Linked DNA regions of Sus scrofa: region 2 is linked to region 1. A link is a contact called in public Hi-C data. All regions are on one chromosome and are shown on one strand. The core of a region is the stretch at or near the end of the contact, and the rest is flanking DNA. Distances in the headings are between cores, read along the strand shown.

The links. A called contact is a pair of places that touch in the nucleus more often than the background predicts.
Region 2: a Hi-C map of omental adipose tissue shows a contact between it and region 1, with 4 times the contacts expected there. The contact joins the enhancer-like site here to the promoter of SLC39A3 in region 1. A contact is called at or near these places in 2 of 5 promoter capture datasets (fetal liver and liver), 35 of 47 Hi-C or Micro-C datasets (adipose tissue, alveolar macrophages, blood and 16 more) and 2 of 2 datasets of contacts at active chromatin or transcription factors (alveolar macrophages and skeletal muscle).

Annotation. Positions count from the first base shown.
Region 1 is chr2:75,906,154-75,910,808 of Sscrofa11.1, reverse strand. SLC39A3 (zinc transporter ZIP3) reads right to left here and starts at 2,358. Exons shown (of 3, transcript XM_005652818.3): 1 at 2,189-2,358; 2 at 575-912. The coding sequence starts at 784.
Region 2 is chr2:75,978,223-75,982,877 of Sscrofa11.1, reverse strand. The region is part of intron 2 of GNG7 (guanine nucleotide-binding protein G(I)/G(S)/G(O) subunit gamma-7); the gene reads right to left. Among named protein-coding and RNA genes, the nearest start is that of GNG7, 51 kb to the right of the region's middle. Within about 2 kb of position 2,542, at least 12 of the 83 cell types and tissues checked have an H3K27ac peak or open chromatin away from gene starts, as enhancers often do. A contact at or near this core is called in alveolar macrophages, omental adipose tissue and retroperitoneal adipose tissue, where this site is marked.

The DNA of each region.
Region 1 (4,655 bases), core at 1,109-3,608:
CTAGGTCTGTTATCACCTGTTAGGCAGCAGTAGCTAACTGATACAGGAGTTGTAGAGAGGCCCCAGTCGCTACTTTCAGGGTGAAGTGCATGCTGACCAGGGCAGGCAGTCTAATCAAGTATTGACTGATGAGCCTATCAGCTGGGAATCTCAGGTCTAGGGCAAACCCCCTGTTTACCAGATAAGACCCAGAGGGGAGAAGCAACCAATGTGTGATCACACAGCAAGTTCATTTTCTACTTCCCAGCACCCTTACAGTGTCAAGGCCCCCAAGCTTGGTGTTAGGGCTGAAAAGCACTAGAGAGGGGAGGAGCAAGACAGGGGAAGGGGATTAAGAGGTACAAACTATTATGCATAAAATAAATAAGCTACAAGGATATATTGTACAGAACGGGGACTACGCCAATAGTTTATAACTACACAAGGAATATAACCTTGAAAAATCATGAATCACCATGTTGTACACCTCTAACTTAAACAATCTTGTACATCAACTATATCTCAATTTAAAAAGAAAGGAAAAAGGGAAAGTATAGAGACCCTCTACCATAAGGTGCCAAGGGCTGCTGCTTACCTTTTCCCTCACGGCGGGCAGTAAAGCATTGAAGCATGTGGCCAGAAAGACCCCGCCTCCAAAGGTGTTGCACAGTGAGAGGATCTTTTTCGAGCGATGGGCCTTCTCAAAATCTGACTCGATGATCTTTACGGGGAGCAGGGAGCCAAGCAGCATGAAGAAGAACACGCCCACCATGCAAAGGATTTTGGCCACCAACAACTTCATCATGGTGGCGGCCCGGACTGCTCCGGTCACCGGTCGCGGCAGGGCCAAACCATGTGTGGGCGTGCACTCTGTCCCAGGAGGTGCTATGGGGTCCAGCCACACAGCCGGGCGCTCATGCCTCAGCCTAGCCACTGTGAATGCCAGGAACAACCACGTCAGCTGTTGGACTGGTTATACAACTAGCTCTAGGGAGCAAGCCCATCTCCCCCAGCATCTCACCCCCATCCCAGGTCTGACACACATCACTGCCTTCCGCAGAAAATTCTCCATGGCTGTCCAACATGGCTAGGGAGTTAAACTTAAATAAGATGTAGAATTCAGCTCCTCAGGTGTGCTACCTGTATTTCAAATGATCAGGAGTCACCTGTGTCTAGCAGCTACCATACTGGACAGCACAGAGAACATTTCCATTGTTGCAGAATGTTCTGTGCCCCACTGCTCTTACATAAAATCCAAAAGTTTTACCCTGAGGCAAAGACTCTCCACCATCATCTCCCCTCACTGGTCTTTATGATCCCTAAAGGTGCCAAGCACATTCCTGCCTCAGGGCATGTGCACCAGTTGTTCTCTCGGCTTGGACCCTTTCTCTTCCCTGACCTTCCAATGATGTTTGTTTTCCAGGTCACTGCTTCCAGGACCCCTCAGGAGGGCCACCCGTGGGCTGACCCCTGCCCTAAATGGCATCCCTTGTACCAACCGCAAGGCCTGGTGCAGAAGAGACGCTCAGTAACCGCTTGCTGAACAAATGGATGAGCTGAAGCATGTGGACCTCTTTACCAGACTCAATGAGCCAAAGTGGTACAGATCTCACCCTAGACCTGAAAACATCACTGTTAGTAGGAGGGACCCTGCTCCCTTGTCCTTTAGGCTTCCTCCCCAGTCTCCCAGTTCTCACTGCCTGCGATCCCACATCAGCTAAAATGCCACCTCCCACCCCCTCCCCTGGCATTATTTTCTGGCATTATTGGTGCTACAGGGAACTACATGATTTAAAATCCCTATATGTCCACAATCGCCCTGGGCTGCTACCTCCACGGGAAAGGGGAGGCGCCAAATACCTGTGAGTGTCCAGATCCCCCGGTCTGTGGCGCTGGGGTGAGGGGAGTGGCCTGGACGCCCTCAAACCGAGGGCTGATCGGGCTGGGTAAAGGTGATCGGCTCATTCATTCATCTTTTCATTCAGCACGTAATGAACGCCTTCTGTGTGCTCCGCGCTGCACCGGGAGCCTAGCCCAAGAGGGGACAACTCGCGCTCCGCTGGGAGAACCCGACGCAAATCACACATATCACCGGTAAAGGCGAAACCACGGCGGGTGCCCCGGCGGGCCCTTGGCTAACGGACGAGAAAGCCTCCTCCGCCCCGGGATGCCCCGCCCGGCCCCCAGCCCCGACCCAGCCCGCACGTACCTTCGCCGAGTCCTCACCCGCCAGTCTGAGCCGCCCGCCGCTCAACCGCCGCGCGGTGTTTGACCCCACTGCCGCGCTCCCGGCCAAGCCCTAGCTCGGCGCGCCGCTGCCTACGCCCCGCCCACGCCTTTGTCTACTGGTCCCCTCAAGCTCAGCGGGACAAGTTCTCCAAGCCACTGGCTACTGTGACTGCCATTCACCCCGCGACTCCACCTCTCCCACAGGCATGGGAAAGTAGTTTCCTCCCATTGAGCGGCGGGTACAGCCTCCGGGCGGCTCCGGCGGGAAACTCCAACCATAGAGGAAAGGTTCCGGTAGTTTGGTTTCCAGAGCTGTCCAGGGGCCCCTGGTGCTGAATACCGTTCAGATCTAGGCTTGGCCATTGTCAGGAAACGATTTGCTAAGGAAGACTATTTCTCTCGGAGAATCCTCGCTGATGATGCCCTTCCTATGGGCTTAAGAAGCAGGTTTATCCGTTCAACCTCTCTGCCTTCTATGTGCCAAGGCCTTTCCTTGGAGAATATCTGTCAAGAGAACAAAAAAATCTCTCCTTTTTTGGATCTTACATTCTAGGAGAAGACAGAGGAAATAATTGATAAACATAATAAGTGATAAAGTCATGTCAGAAGGCCACAAGCGCTCTGGAATAATAGAGCCTAGTAAGGGTTATCAAGAGTGCTGGGTGGGAATCCCCGCTGCCATGCAACAAATCGACAACGTCTCTGCAGCGCCAGGACACTGGTTCCATCCCTGGTCAGGTGCAGTTGGGTGAAAAGATCCGGTGTTCCCACAGTGACTCTGATCTAATCCCTGGCCCAGGACACTTTAATTGTAGCCTTTGAGAGGCCCTGAAACTGAGGACTCATTTATGTGAACATGGATTCCTGACCCACAGAAACTGTGAGATAATAAATGTTGCTCTTGTGAGCCACTGAGTTTTGTGGTAATCTGTTAGGCAGCAAAAGATAACATATATAACCTCATGGTTCCTGGTGGGATTCATTTCTGCTGTGCCACATGAGTAACTCCCAGAAAGTTTTAAAAAATGATTAAGAAACGTCTTATGATGTATTACTAAAGTTGTCTCATAAAAATATTAAGTCGGAGTTCCCGTCGTGGCGCAGTGGTTAACGAATCCGACTAGGAACCATGAGGTTGCGGGTTCGATCCCTGCCCTTGCTCAGTGGGTTAACGATCCGGCGTTGCCGTGAGCTGTGGTGTAGGTTGCAGACGCGGCTCGGATCCTGCATTGCTGTGGCTCTGGCGTAGGCCGGTGGCTACAGCTCCGATTCAACCCCTAGCCTGGGAACCTCCATATGCCGTGGGAGCGGCCCAAGAAATAGCAACAACAACAACAAAAAAGACAAAAGACAAAAAAAAAATAAAAATAAAAATATTAAGTCAAATGTAAAAGAAAATATAGGAGTTCCCATTGTGGCTCAGTGAGTTAAGAACCCGACATAGTGTCTGTGAGGATGCAGGATTGATCCCTGGCCTCACTCGATGGGTTAAGGATATGGTGTTGCCTTGGCTGTGGCGTAGATTGACAGCTGCAGCTCCAATTTGACCCCGAGCCCAGGAACTCCCATATGCCACAGGTGTGGCTGTAAAAAAAAAATTGTCTCAGGAGTTCCCGTTGTGGCACAGTGGAAATGAACCCAACTAGGAGCCATGAAGTTGCGGGTTCAATCCCTGGCCTCACTCAGTGGGTTAAGGATCTGGCATTGCCATGAACTGTGATGTGGGTTGCAGACTCGGCTCGGATCTGGTGTTGTCGTGACTGTGGTGTAGGCTGGCAGTTGTAGCTCCAATTAGACCCCTAGCCTGGGAACTTCCATGTGCTGCGGGTGCAGCCCTAAAAAAGCAAAAGACAAAAAAATTGTCTTGTAAAAATATTTAATTGAATATAAAAGTAAATATAAAAAGGAGAAATGATAACCTTTGGTATAAAATGGTAATAAAATTACCAATTGAAAAGTGGGCTGACAGTTAAAAAAGCAATAATCAAGAACCAATGCTAATTTAAATGAGGGCATTGGCAGGAGAGGTGGAGGGGAGTGGATGAATTTGAGAAATACCTTGGAAGAGGAATGGACAGGATTTGGCACTGGTCTGTCTGTGGGCTGCAGAAGTGGAATGTGTTGGGCATGATTTCTGGTTTTCTAGTTTGAGCAGTTAGATGGATCCTGGTGTTGTCCACTAAAATAGAGAAGACTGGAGGAGGCACCAATGTTGGAGGTGTCAAAAGACTAAGTTTGGCTTTGCAGAGGTTAAGTGTGAGACATCTATAAGTTCTTAACCTTTAATGCCACTTTCTGCCTGCATGGACTTGCTTCATTATAGACAATATGTGGTAGCTATTTTTATTATTAGACATAAAGTGACTTGACTCTGTTTTCCATAATTCACAACAACAACAAAAGATTGTTTTAAATAAGAGCACACTAGGTTAATGCCTGCAGGATGA
Region 2 (4,655 bases), core at 1,293-3,792, 72 kb before region 1:
CAGAAGAAGGCATCTGGGGGAATGTAATTAAAGTGCCAAGTCAGTTGACTTTGAGTTCATCAAAAAGACAATTCACCTGGGTGAGCCTGACCTAATCAGGTGAGAGACTAGAGGGAAGAAGGAACCAGGGAGGAGACCACGCCGCCAGGCCAGACTTGGGTGGCCTCCAAGAGCTGAGAATCGCCATAGGTGGTGGCTAGCAAGACAGCAGGAACCCTGTCCTGCCAATGGTCTGAGAGAACTTGAAAGTGAGTCCTTTCCCAGTCGAGCCTCAGATGAGAACTCGGCCCCAGCCAAGCCCTGTGGAACCCTGAGCAGAGGCCCAGCCAACTGTGTCCACACTTCTGCCCTGACAGGGGAGACATAAGCTGCTGGGTATGTGGTGGCCTGTTATGCAGCAATAGCTAGCTAGTATACTCCCATGTGATGTCAGAGCAGAGTGCCTGGGGTTTTACTATCACTGTCATACTTAGTCACACACAAGATGTTCCTCCAGATCAGGAAATTCCAAGGGTTTTGGGAGCTGGAAGCCGAGAACTGCGGCTGAAGTACAAAATATGTATTTAGCAAGATCATACCACCCAAAGGACCCACCTCTAATTACCACCACATCGGGGGGTAGGTTTCAACATTTGAATTTGGGGGGACACTAATGGCAATTGGAAACAAGCTCCCAACACCCCAATTCCCTGTGATACTGTATTTGTGGTACCTGCTCAGGCCCCCACCCCCACCCCCAACTGCTGAGCACATCCCCACCCAGGCCTCCCCCGGCTATACCTCAGTCCTGTTACCCACACCCACTGTGTACTTGGCACACAGACATGAGTGTTTTAGCCTGGTAGGGCCTGGCACACAGTGTCTGCTGACTCAGAGGACAAAGTGGTGGGAGAAGGAGTAAGGAGGCAAGAGGCAGGTCCTCGATGCCCACTGGCTCAGGTGGAGTCAGGCAGGGCTGCGAATGGACCCTAGGATGTAAGGGACCCCTTCTGCCTACCCCCAGTGGGCCCCGCTTCAGCCTCCACATGGCTCTCTCTGCTCGCCTACCTTCGTGTCATATGTGATGGTCACCTTGTGTGTGTTTTGAGTCAAAGAAGGCCTTGAACCTGTGACTCTACCAATGACCACATGTGTGCATCATCTCTGCCCTGAGGGAGGCTGACTGTTCCAGCGGTTGCCTAGCAATGCACCCAGGCCTTTGGATGCCCCACTTTTCGCCTGGGCTGAGCCAGTCCCTGCAGCCCTACGAGTGGAAGCCCTGCTCTGCAATCTCGCACATGAGTCTCTCGGGGCCTCAGTGTTCAAACTGGCAAATTTGGGTGGCGGCACTAACCAGCTTGTGAGTGGATTAGGCTGCAGGGTTGGGAAGACTGAGCTTGGGTGGGACCACGGTGGGAACACAGCGGAGCATAAAGAGACTGATCTCCATTCAGCCTGGAAGCAAGACTCTTGTGGAGCAGGGTCCCCCCTCAGTGCTGCTGACATGGGACTGGGACTTCTTTGGGGCACCATCCCAGATGCTGGGGGTGTGGAGCAGCCTCCCTGCTCCAGCCACTCAGTGCCAGGAGCCCCTAAGTGTGACAGCCACAGATGTCCCCAGATACCACCCAGTGTCCTGGAGGGGCAGGATCACCCCGGATGAGGGGTCAAGCTCATATTTTGAGTCACCCACGTGGTAGGCTGCAGGGAGAGGTTTAGGCCCCCCCCTCAAGGCAGCAGCAGAGGAGGGGGTGCGTAATTCCGTTTGTATTGTATAAGCTTTCTGTCGGGAAGGCTGCGGTAGCAGCCGTGACCTTCTGTAAGCAGAACATTTTAAGGTTTTGACTGTATATCTTGGCAGTTCTTTCAGGAGAACAACTTGTCCGCGGAGAGAACTGATAATAACGTGCATTTCAACATGCCCAGGACAGATCTGAAGCGGGTAACCAACCAGGGGAAGAAGCGAGCTCTAACTCCCCACACAAGGGCCACCCTCTCAAGATAAAAAGCTTTCAGCAGAAATGCTCCTCAACTCCGGGGAGAATGAGGGCTATCAGGAAAGCACTGCGCTTGGCCAGGTGGGGAGTTCTGGGTTTCTGTGCTGAGCAGGAGCTCTGGGGAAATGCTGCAGAACCTTTTGTTTTTGTTTTTGTTTTTTTTGGCAGCCCCATGGCAAATGGAGTTCCCAGGCCAGGGATCATATCTGAGTTGCCATTCTGACCTACACTGCAGCCGTGGCAACACCGGATCCTTAACCCCCTGTGCCAAAGTGGGTTTGGGGGTGCAGGGGCCCCATACTCCCAAGGGCACAGGGCCTGTGCTTTCTGCCTCCCTCTTACACCCAGCAGATCCACAGAGGATCTGGGTCTGCAAGGTGGGGGCCTCAGGACAGGTGTCTATGGGACTCTGGGTGCTGAACCAGAATGTCCCAGAGAACATGAGTGGGTGGTCACAGGGCTCTAGGAGGGTGGAGGGGTTGACTGAAGACCCCTGGGTGGCTTCCTGCATCCCCTACATCTCCACCCGTGCCTGCTCAAGGTCCAGCCTCGCCAAGCTTCCGTGGACCTTCTCCTCCCCCTAGTGGCTAAAGGTGGGAAGTGCAGGACTCTGGAGCCCGTCTCCAGCCCCAGGCACCCAAGGAGCAAATGCCCAAACAGGTTCTCTTTCAGCCCTGGCATCTGCAGAAATTGAGTGTGGCGGATCAGGGTGCTGTCGCCAAGAGGGCGGGGGTGGCCCTTGCTCAGTGACATCCCAGCTCCCCTGGGATGAGAACCCATAGCTCATCCCCAGCGCTATGGGATATGAGGGCTCCCACAGACACCTAGCATAGAGCCTGGCTAAAAGGATGTGCTCACAGTGACGTTTAAACTACAAAATCAGGAGTTCCCATCGTGGCTCAGTGGTTAACAAATCCGACTAGGAACCATGAGGTTGCAGGTTCGATCCCTGGCCTTGCTCAGTGGGTTAAGGATCCGGCGTTGCCGTGAGCTGTGGTGTAGGTTGCAGACGCGGCTCAGGTCCTGCGGTGCTGTGGCTCTGGTGTAGGCCGGTGGCTACAGCTCCGATTAAATCCCTAGCCTGGGAACCTCCATATGCCACGGGAGGGGCCCTAGAAAAGGCAAAAAGATAAATAAATAAATAAATAAACTAACTAACTAAAAAATCATCAGGAAAAGCCCAAATTCCCAACTTGGAGGAGCAGGTACAGGAGGGAGTAGGCTCCCCTGGATCAGGGAACCCCGGCAAGGCCTGCTGCGTTCGCCTGCTCAGTGGAGAATTCTATCTCCTTCTAGCAGGGTCTGTCCACTGGGCATTGCTGACATGGCCGGGTCACTAATGAGGCCATCCTGGGCACTACGCAGTGTGGAGCAGCATCCTTGGCCCCCACCCCCTTGATGCCAGGAGCCCCCACAGTTATGACAACCACTGATGTCCCAACATGGCCCAGTGTCCCATGGAGGGGGAAGGAGATCAGAATTACCCAAGGGGGAGACAGCTGAATTTCAAACAGTGCAAGGATTTAAGTGTAAAATATGCAATCTGAACAAAATGCAGGTGAATTGTTGTTTATGTTTTTGACATGTGCAAGAAGGCCACACAAAACACGAAGGAGGACACAGATATGCATGAAATGGTTCAGATCCCGGAGGGCAGTACCCAACGTGAGCAAAGTGCAAAGACACGCTCAGGAAAACAGCAGAGGGCGTCCAAAGAAATAAAGAGAGTTCAAACAAATCACCAGGAGAAACCAGCACAGAAAGGTCAGTGAAGGACACAGCCTGAGAAATGGCTGTGCTCGCGAAAAGGAGGCACAGACACAGCAGCTGAAATTGTCCTGGCTTGTCGGGATGGACTTGGGATGGAGGAGATGGGCCTGGGATGGGAAATGGCGCATTTCTGGAGGCCTTTGCAGCTCAAGGTCAAAATGTAAATGAGAACACCCAGACTTATATTCACAGACGAGGCAAACCCACTCCAGGAATTTCCCCCAAACCAAGGACGCTGGAAGTTTGCACAAGGGCAGCCATCCCAGCGCGTGGCAAGAGTTGAAAAGTTGAAAAGAGAACAAAAAGAAAAACAGAAAAAGAAATGAAAAAAACCCCAAAAGCCCACCAATAAGACCAGTTAAATCAATTATAAAATTATTTTTAAAGAAATAAATTATAATTCAAACAACAAGGAAAACTACTGTATAGCACAGGGAACTATACTTAATGTTCTGTGATAAACCATAATTGAAAAGACTCTGAAAACGAATGTATATATATGTCTGACTGGGTCACTTTGCTGTGGACCAGAAACTACCACCACATTGTAAATCAACTATACTTCAATAAAATAAAGATTTTTTTGTTTTTTTGGTTTTTTTTTTTTCTGGTTTTTTTTTTTTTTTTTTTTTTTTGCTTTTTAGGGCCACATCCAAAGCATATGGAAGCTCCTAGGCTAGGACTGAATCGGAATTACAGCTGCCGGCCCACACCACACTCACAATACCAGATCTGAGCCGCCTCTGTGACCTCTACCACAGCTCACAGCAATGCCAGATTCTTAACCCACCGAGTGAGGCCGGGGATTGAACCTGCAACCTCATGGATCCAAGTTGGGTTTGTTAACCACTGATCCACGACGGGAACTCAACAAAGTAAAGTTTTTAAAAAGAAATAAATTATAACTTG